Regions from separate parts of the Danio rerio genome. Here region 1 is linked to region 2. Evidence: chromatin contacts called from public Hi-C data. All regions are on one chromosome and are shown on one strand. Each heading gives the region's core, a stretch centred on a gene start, on an enhancer-like site or on the middle of the called end of the contact. The rest is flanking DNA. Distances are from core to core; before and after follow the strand shown. Region 1 has its middle 37 kb from the start of hoxa1a. Region 2 holds the start of hoxa4a (homeobox A4a).

Region 1 (4,408 bases), core at 427-2,926, 55 kb after region 2:
ATGAACAAGAAATTTAAATTAAAATTCATTCCTTCATTTTCTTTTCGACTTAGTCCCTTTATTAATCCTTGGTCGTTACAGCGGAATAAACCGCCAACTTATCCAGCACGTTTTTTCGCAGCGAATGCCCTATCAGCCGCAACCTATCTCTGAGAAACATCCACACTCACACACATACACTACGGACAATTTAGCCTACCCATTTCACATGTACCGCATGTCTTTGGACTGTGGGGGAAACCGGAGCACCCGGAGGAAACCCACGTGAACGCAGGGAGAATATATATATTTATACAACAGTTCTGTCTGGTTCTCGAATCTGATTGGCTGATAGTCGTGATATATTTATTTAAGTAATATCAGCACCCGTACAGCCTCTTTACCGTTAGTGTATTACTCTGCCCACACACACACACACACATTATATATATATATATATATATATATATATATATATATATATATATATATATATATATATATATATATATATATATATATATATATATATATATTCTCTTTAATTCTGCATATAAACATTCAGAATAATATACTCTCGAAAATACATCAGACTTGCAGAGAGCTCCATAGGAGAGCACTACTGCCCCTTGTGTTGACAATACATAATAACGGCAGAGATTCATTGAACATGCTGGAATGTGTACTTTGTAAATGAAGCATCTGTATTTTATGCTCCACATAAAACGCGCACACGTCAAGTGCTGCTAATGTTAACAGACATCTAAGTCACAGGTATCTACAAGTTCAATCTTATCAACAAACATCCTTTCACCCATAATATTTTTTGTTGCTTCTAAAAGCAATATTTGATATTGGCTTTATAGAGGTAGACACCTTGATCACCTCAGAATGGGATGTTGAGAGACAGAGACAGAGAGAGAGGGAGAGAGAGAGAAAGAGAGTGAGAAAGAGAGTGACAAAGAGAGACAACTGTAGAACTGCTACAGCCTAATGTATATTATATTATATTATATTATATTATATTATATTATATTATATTATATTATATTATATTATTTTATATTATATTATATTATATTATATATTTTATATTATATTATATTATATTATATTATATTATTTTATATTATATTATATTATATTATATTATATTATATTATATTATGTTATGTTATATTATATTATATTATTTTATATTATATTATTTTATATTATATTATATTATATTATATTATAATTATTATATTATATTATTTTATATTATATTATATTATATTATATTATATTATTTTATATTATATTATATTATATTATATTATATTATATTATATTATATTATATTATATTATATTATTTTATGTTATATTATGTTATATTATATTATATTATATTATTTTATATTATATTATATTATATTATATTATATTATATTATATTATATTATATTATATTATGTTGATAGAGTTTAACTGATTGAATTCAAAAAGCCCCAATAAATATACACCCTTTAAATATCATGGTCTTTTTATTGGTAAGACATAAAACTGAAATTTCTCAAGTCCAAAAACACACAGAGGTTGTAAAAGAGCAGAGTGAATTTTTTAGTTTATATTCTCTCCCCTATACCAGCTGGTCTGTTAAACACACATGTTGGTGCATACTGTGATGTGTCAGACTTGTGTTTTGAAGGCATCCCACTCCACCAGGTTCACTCCGGGGTCAAACCCCAGTCAAACCCTCATCCCTGCTGTGATTGATTGGTCGTTGCTATAGAAATCTTCTCCCCTAGCACATTGACAAACATAAGAACATTTAAAGAAAATAAATTATGTATGTACAATTCTGTCTATTTATAATTTTATCTCATTTTAACTTGGATTATATGGTTATATTTGACATTTTTATCTAAACTTTGTTTTTACATTCTTACTCTGTAGTCTGTAACAATTAATGTGCATTATGTGATGTTTCATTTTTGAGGTTGTAGGTATACCAAGTCAAACTTTAACTTTGTTCGATAGGGTTTTGTTTGTTTGCACTTTGAATACACGGAAAATGACAAATTATGATAATTTGATAATCAAGAATGAGTTAAGTCCATGTTTATGGACCATGTATTATTCCATGCCAATAGCAGACAGAGCATTAGTATCATAGTGTTGTGTTGAAATCGATTGAAAATAATAAATGTTCACATAAGACAATGAACCAAAAGGTGCTATTCACCCATCTCAATGGAAATGACCTACATTTTTAATTGCAAAGACCATAGACACCTCATCATTGTTTTTTTTTTTTTTTTTTTTTTTTGTAAAATTATTTAAATGAATGAATGTTCATTCATTCAACACACACACACACACACACACACACACACACACACACACACACACACACACACACACACACACACACACACACACACACACACACACACACACACACACACACACAGTGGGTAAAATAAGTATAGAACAACAATAATGGAGTGATACAGGTAGAAGAGACTGAACTAATGAAACACATTTAATACTATGTAAAATGCTTTTTTGGTAATGACAGCTTCAAGATGCCTCTTGTATGGAGTGGCTTGCATTGCTCGGGCATGATTTTTCATGACTTCAACAGTCTAAAAATCTTGATAATTTAGTTGGTCTCTTCTACTCGGTTAAAATAATTGGGTTAAAAATACCCCAAAATATAACCCAACTATAGGTCATTATAGCACAATCCCAGCTATGGTTTATTTTAACCCAATGCATTGGGTTATATAATTTAACCCAATAAATAGCTTTTTTATTATTAATTTTTTTCCCTTCTGATATTACTATTGCTACTAGTACTACTATTCATTTAATAATTATGGCTATAATACATACAGTTTTCAAAAAAATTAAAAATGCTTAATTTCCATTACATTTTAAGTTCCAGACAGATAAAAGCGTTTTTATCCGTTTATATAGATCGGCTATGAAGTGCGCTTTTGTATCATCAACAATTAAGTGCTGGTGAAATACATATAAAAAACACAACACAGAAAGGATAATTTGATAAAAAAAATAACAACAATATTGATGCATTAGAGCTGATATAAACTTTATAACTCAAAAACAACATTATGAATGCATATTAATACAGCTGTTCTGGGTCAGTTAAATCATTTGACTGATGAAATTTAAAAATTTTAACCCAACTGGTTAACTAATTATTAAATTAATAACCTAATAAAGGTTATAAAAATAACCCAACAAAGCACCAAATATGTAACCCAACTGGTTGAGTTATTAATAAAAAGCCCAATAAAGGTTAAAAATAACCCAACAAAGCTCCAAATATTTTTTACTTAACCACTGGGTTAAATAAATGACTCAACTGTTTTCTATAGTGTAATCAGTGTATCATTCTCTAGTCTTTAGTTCTTTAGCTGAAATGTTCACCCTGGTTTTATCTTTATCATCCTGGTAGTGTAGGATCTGGGATTGTAGCAGCTAATATTAATTTACACAGGGTCAGGTTTCGTTAATTAAAGTGAAAAAAAAAAAATCAGGCCACATTTCTGTAATCAACACTTTAATTAAACAGCTGGAACCAATAGAGTAAAAAAATGCTAATATTAAAAATTAATATAAACCCACTTTAAAATTGCCAGTTTGTGTATTTTAAAAGCTATAGTTAAACAAGTGCATTAACTTATCATTTTTTTAAATATATCTGGAACAATACTCTTTATTTTTATGCCTTAGCCTTAATAGAGTCAAAAGCTTACATGCAACATATTTTAACATGCTACAGTCAGAAATTTAAAGATAGACAAATGAAGATGCACACAGTTGCACAAACCAGCAACCTTCTTGCTGTAAGGCGATCGTGCTATACCCACTGCACCACCGTGACACCTGTTTAAATGAATTATAATATGCTAAAGCCTTCTTGGTTTTCCTCAAGGTTATAAACTTTTAAAATGTCTTAAACTTAACAATCTTATGCCTTAAAAGTGAAATAATAAACAATTTGACCGATGTTATGTTGTAATGTCTTAATTACAACAACTCATACAAGGAAGACATTTGGCCATACTGACCTCTAGAGAGAAATTACATTATTACAAAAGCTGATTTCTGTTTAAACCAAAATCAAATTTGAATTTAATTTAAATTCTGCATTCGACTTGTTCCAAATGTCCTTCCTTTGAAATTTCAGTGGATTTGGTTATTGTGCATTGAAAACATAAACAATTTAGTCTGTCATTTTCATGCATGAAAGAGAATGCAAAAACATTAAAGCTCAATATCTTTAAAATGAACCGATTTCAAATAAATTTTTGTGTGTATTGGATGTATTCTGTTTTAATATAATCCTTCAAATAGCACACAATATCTCACTAAATTGATTAATGCTACCCTCAAAACAAATACCAGACCACTCC
Region 2 (4,295 bases), core at 528-3,027:
TTAATAAGCGGCGAAATGGACACTGAGTCACTAAGAGGTCAAACCGAAGTTATCTCTGTACAGCTATTAAAGAAAGGTAGACAGAGCTGTTCTATAGATGAGGAACAGCACGTGGCGCACAGTTTAGTTAACATGAATATCAAGCTGACGTGGATATTTAAACATGAGTTTTCAGCTCAGATTCACTCAGATTTCTGGATTCACGATATGGAAATCCTGAGGAAAAAGAACTTAGAAACTACCTGTCACAAGAGGAATGCATCTTTATCTAGGCAGGGAACCTGGCGTAGTCTATCAGCTGCAAAATTGGCGATATTTTGTTCAGTAACACAAGGTAGGGCTTTTGAGTTATATTTTAGAGTTGAATTAATCGTGACAATTCAACAAATCTATTACAAATATAGAAATGGTTGAAATTGTTTTTTTTTTTTTTTGTAGCTCATTTTACAGAAAACGAGATGTAGGTGATACAATTTTTGCCGTTTTATTATTGTTTATTATATTGAGATTGATGTTTATTAGAGATGTTTATGACCATTACTCTCATTATTATTTTGTTATTTTTAGCGATTTTTAGATCACCTTATCGCCATTATATATATATATATATATATATATATATATATATATATATATATATATATATATATATATATATATATATATATATATATATATATATATATATATATAGCCTATATCTATATATATATATATATATATATATATATATATATATATATATATATATATATATATATATATATATATATATATATATATATATATACACAAGCTGTGGCTGCTCGCAAATATGGTGGCTAAGGTCCTGAAGCAAAGTCGAGGTTAATTTGTTGTCATTTTATTTGTTTAGAGTAGAAGCCGAAATGGAGTACTCTTTACAGAACAGAACATGAAATGTCTTTACAGTATGTTCACTTCAGTTTAACTGGACAGTTTTTTTTTATTGATATAGGCCTGTGGCAGCACATTTTGTCTACATTGAGGCAGTAAGGAATACCACATTTCTTTATTTAGACTATTTTTAATTCCTTGCTTTGAATGAAGATCTATGATAGACTACAATAGAATATAACCGCTCATGGTGGATGCTTTTGGTACTTTTGACTGCTGGGCAGATCGTCTAATAATGAGATTCCGCAAACAGTTTACGATGTAAATGGCTGGACCCCAAACTTACGTATTTTTTCAATCATGACTGTTATAGGTTATAACAAAAAACGTATGATGGTAATGTTGTTGCTTGTTTGAAAAACGTTGCTTTGCTACTCGTTAGCAGGTGCATAGTGTAAGTACAGAGAAAGAATTGCTTTTGTGAAAGTGGTCGCGGGCAACTGGGAGAAACTGGGACGTCCCTGAAAGGTACAAGACCTCGGGTCGTTGTACCCAACAAACGAGATTTTTAGCACATTTATCATTAGAAAGGGCATTAACAGTCCAATGGGATGCTTTCGTGATAAATTATGTCTTGTTAAACTCAATTATTTATCAATGTGTAACATTTCACATTGTCTACATTTAGCCAGTTTTGTTTTCCGTATGATGCAGTTGATAACTGTATTGAATTCATTTCTGATATGTTTTATTTGATAACAAAAACGACGTACAGACCTTTCGAACACATTTTTTGCTGTGCTGGTGCCTGGCTTGCCATTGGTGCTTGTTTACACGATGCCCACAGGAGGCGCTGATTGGTCGCATTTCTCACGTGACCGAGCAACTTTGTACATTTGACAGAGGAGTAGGTGGGTTTTGGAGAGATCAGAATACGACAGCACCATAAAAATTAGAATTGTTGCACTTTTTCAAATTAATGATCATGAGTTCCTACTTGATCAATTCAAATTACATCGAACCTTCTTTCCCACCCTGCGAGGAATATCACCAGAACGGATACATGCCCGTATCCTCTGATTATTATGAACGGCCGAAAGACCCGGGCTTCCCCCATCACGAGGAGGCATCATACCCGCGATCAAACTACCAAGAGCAGAGCTATGATTACGGTAATGTGTCAACCAACGATCTCAACGATTTCAGCGACCGTCATCACGCGCAACCTCAATCCGTTTCGCAGAATCATGGACCCCGCCTCACCACAGAAAGCTGTGTGGGTTCGGATGGAAACAAGGACTGTAGCCTCGTGTCAGACGCTCTCCCGGGCTCACAGAAGAGTAAAGAACCAGTGGTGTACCCCTGGATGAAAAAAGTCCATGTTAATACCGGTAAGTAATGTACACGAGCAATAAAAGCTCTAGAAGCCCTGTGGAGGGCGTTCTTCGGAAAGCATGTAGGAAACCCAGTTGTAATTGCTCATTTAGAGGATTTACTGCCGTCGAGATGAAATCCCGGTGATTGGGAGTTTTCGCAAATTTTATTTTCCTTGAAGGTCCGCCCGGACCATTTGCTATTTGTTTGTATGACAAAAAAATTGTTCTTAAACGAGATCACACTAAATAGGCCTTTTAATTGAGCAATTTTCCCATAGGCATTGACGCATGTTGCAATGTTACCAAATGATTTAAAGATCGTGGAAGAGGGAATCATCGACAGAGAGTGATACATTGTTTCTTACTCTACTCGTTTAGGGCTCTACAATTATTTTATAAGTGTGCTAATTATCTGACATCTCACTAATACCTGAGATTGTCAATAACACCTGCTTGGTTATGTGTTTGTGTGTTTAGTGACCGCCAGCTACTCTGGAGGAGTGCCCAAGAGGTCTCGCACCGCCTACACGCGCCAGCAGGCTCTTGAGCTTGAAAAAGAGTTCCATTTTAACCGATACCTGACTCGACGTCGACGTGTGGAGATAGCGCACACTATGTGTCTTTCTGAGCGTCAGGTGAAAATCTGGTTTCAGAACCGCCGCATGAAGTGGAAGAAAGACCACAAGCTGCCCAATACAAAGATCCGCTCCTCGAGCTCTGCACCCTCCAACCATCACGTGAAAACGGACGCCACTCAGCAGCAGCAAACGCTGCTTCCTACGCCGTGTTCCTCTAACCTATAGTGCTAGAAGCAAATCGGCACAAACGGAACTGAACAAGAAAGAAGAACACTTAGCAGTATTTGGATCGGAACTTCACAGGGTTACTTTTTATTAAATGCCCAAAGTGGCAACCTAACTTCGCATTCACAACCTCTTCCTCCATTGTAGTTTGGAAATCCCATTCTTCCTGTAAAATAGAATTGCCTCCCTTAAAGGAACAATAGTAGAATGTACTTTAACTTGGACAATGGCTCGTTTTGTTTTCTGTCGTTAACCGAGTCACTTAGTCTTGTTTGTGGGAATCAACGCTATAGTGACGCGTGTACAAACCGAAGTTTTAACATGAAGGCACAATAATATAGGAATAATCTTCCTGAAGTAGTTATCTCATTTGTCTTAGAACCGCATTTTAGAGTGTTATTAAGTGTATTTACGTCATCAAAGCTGTGAATATTCGTGTATTTGGTCATTTGTATATTGGTAAAAGATGTCAAGTTTTAGTAAGCCTGTGTGCAAGTAATTGTAGGCTAATCGTGAAAAATAAATATGACTTTATTGTGAATTATATTTCAAGTTAATTCATGTGACCAAGATGAATTTTGTTATTTGGCTATTTCCTGAAGCTTGATAGCAGTTTAATAGTTATTTTGATCTTTAAGAAAGTCTTTAAATGCACAGACTACGTTTTACCTAAGTTTTGACTAATTGTGTACAGTATTGCTTATTTGATTGCCACATTATACGAGTTTACGGAAAATGTGCACTTTACAAGTCAAATTGTAAAGTATATATATATATATATATATATATATATATATATATATATATACATAGGAATATAAATTCGCAATACTAACGTTTTGGCTCTGTTGACAAATAATAATGCGCATAATGATTGAAGTGTCTTTTGACGCTAACGTAGTTGTCTAATTCTGGTCCACTTATTATTTCAAGAATAATTTTTGTACAAATCGACGTAGTTTGCACCGCCCAATTGCTTCATTTTTCAGTATTCAACAGGGTAGTTTATTGTTAGATTTTAAAAGTTGCTCCAAATCTAGCATGTTTTATGCCATTGCTTCTCAAAAAATTAAATAAAATAAACATTCTCCTGGAATCTACTGAAATGAATTAGAGACGGACAGTAGACAGTAGACTACTTACTGGTTTAAACTACTGATGGGGTCAGGCAAAGGACACAAATTAGCTGTCCAATCATCAAACTAAGCACTGCGTATGACCCCTTAACCTCTGACCTCGGCATTTTCAGCACCTTCTAGAC

Evidence for each region. Hi-C and Micro-C count contacts between places; a contact is called where the count stands out from the background.
Region 1: a Hi-C map of an unstated tissue shows a contact between it and region 2, with 2.8 times the contacts expected there. The contact joins the enhancer-like site here to the promoter of hoxa4a in region 2. A contact is called at or near these places in 2 of 18 Hi-C or Micro-C datasets (caudal fin and an unstated tissue).

What each region holds. Positions count from the first base shown.
Region 1 is chr19:22,080,300-22,084,707 of GRCz12tu, forward strand. It overlaps a transcript of evx1 not described here. Among named protein-coding and RNA genes, the nearest start is that of hoxa1a, 37 kb to the left of the region's middle. Within about 2 kb of position 1,677, at least 5 of the 62 cell types and tissues checked have an H3K27ac peak or open chromatin away from gene starts, as enhancers often do.
Region 2 is chr19:22,025,353-22,029,647 of GRCz12tu, forward strand. hoxa4a (homeobox A4a) reads left to right here and starts at 1,778. Exons shown (of 2, transcript NM_131535.1): 1 at 1,778-2,246; 2 at 2,709-3,575. The coding sequence starts at 1,835. The coding sequence ends at 3,034. All of the region lies in intron 1 of hoxa3a (homeobox A3a), which reads left to right. It also overlaps a transcript of evx1 not described here.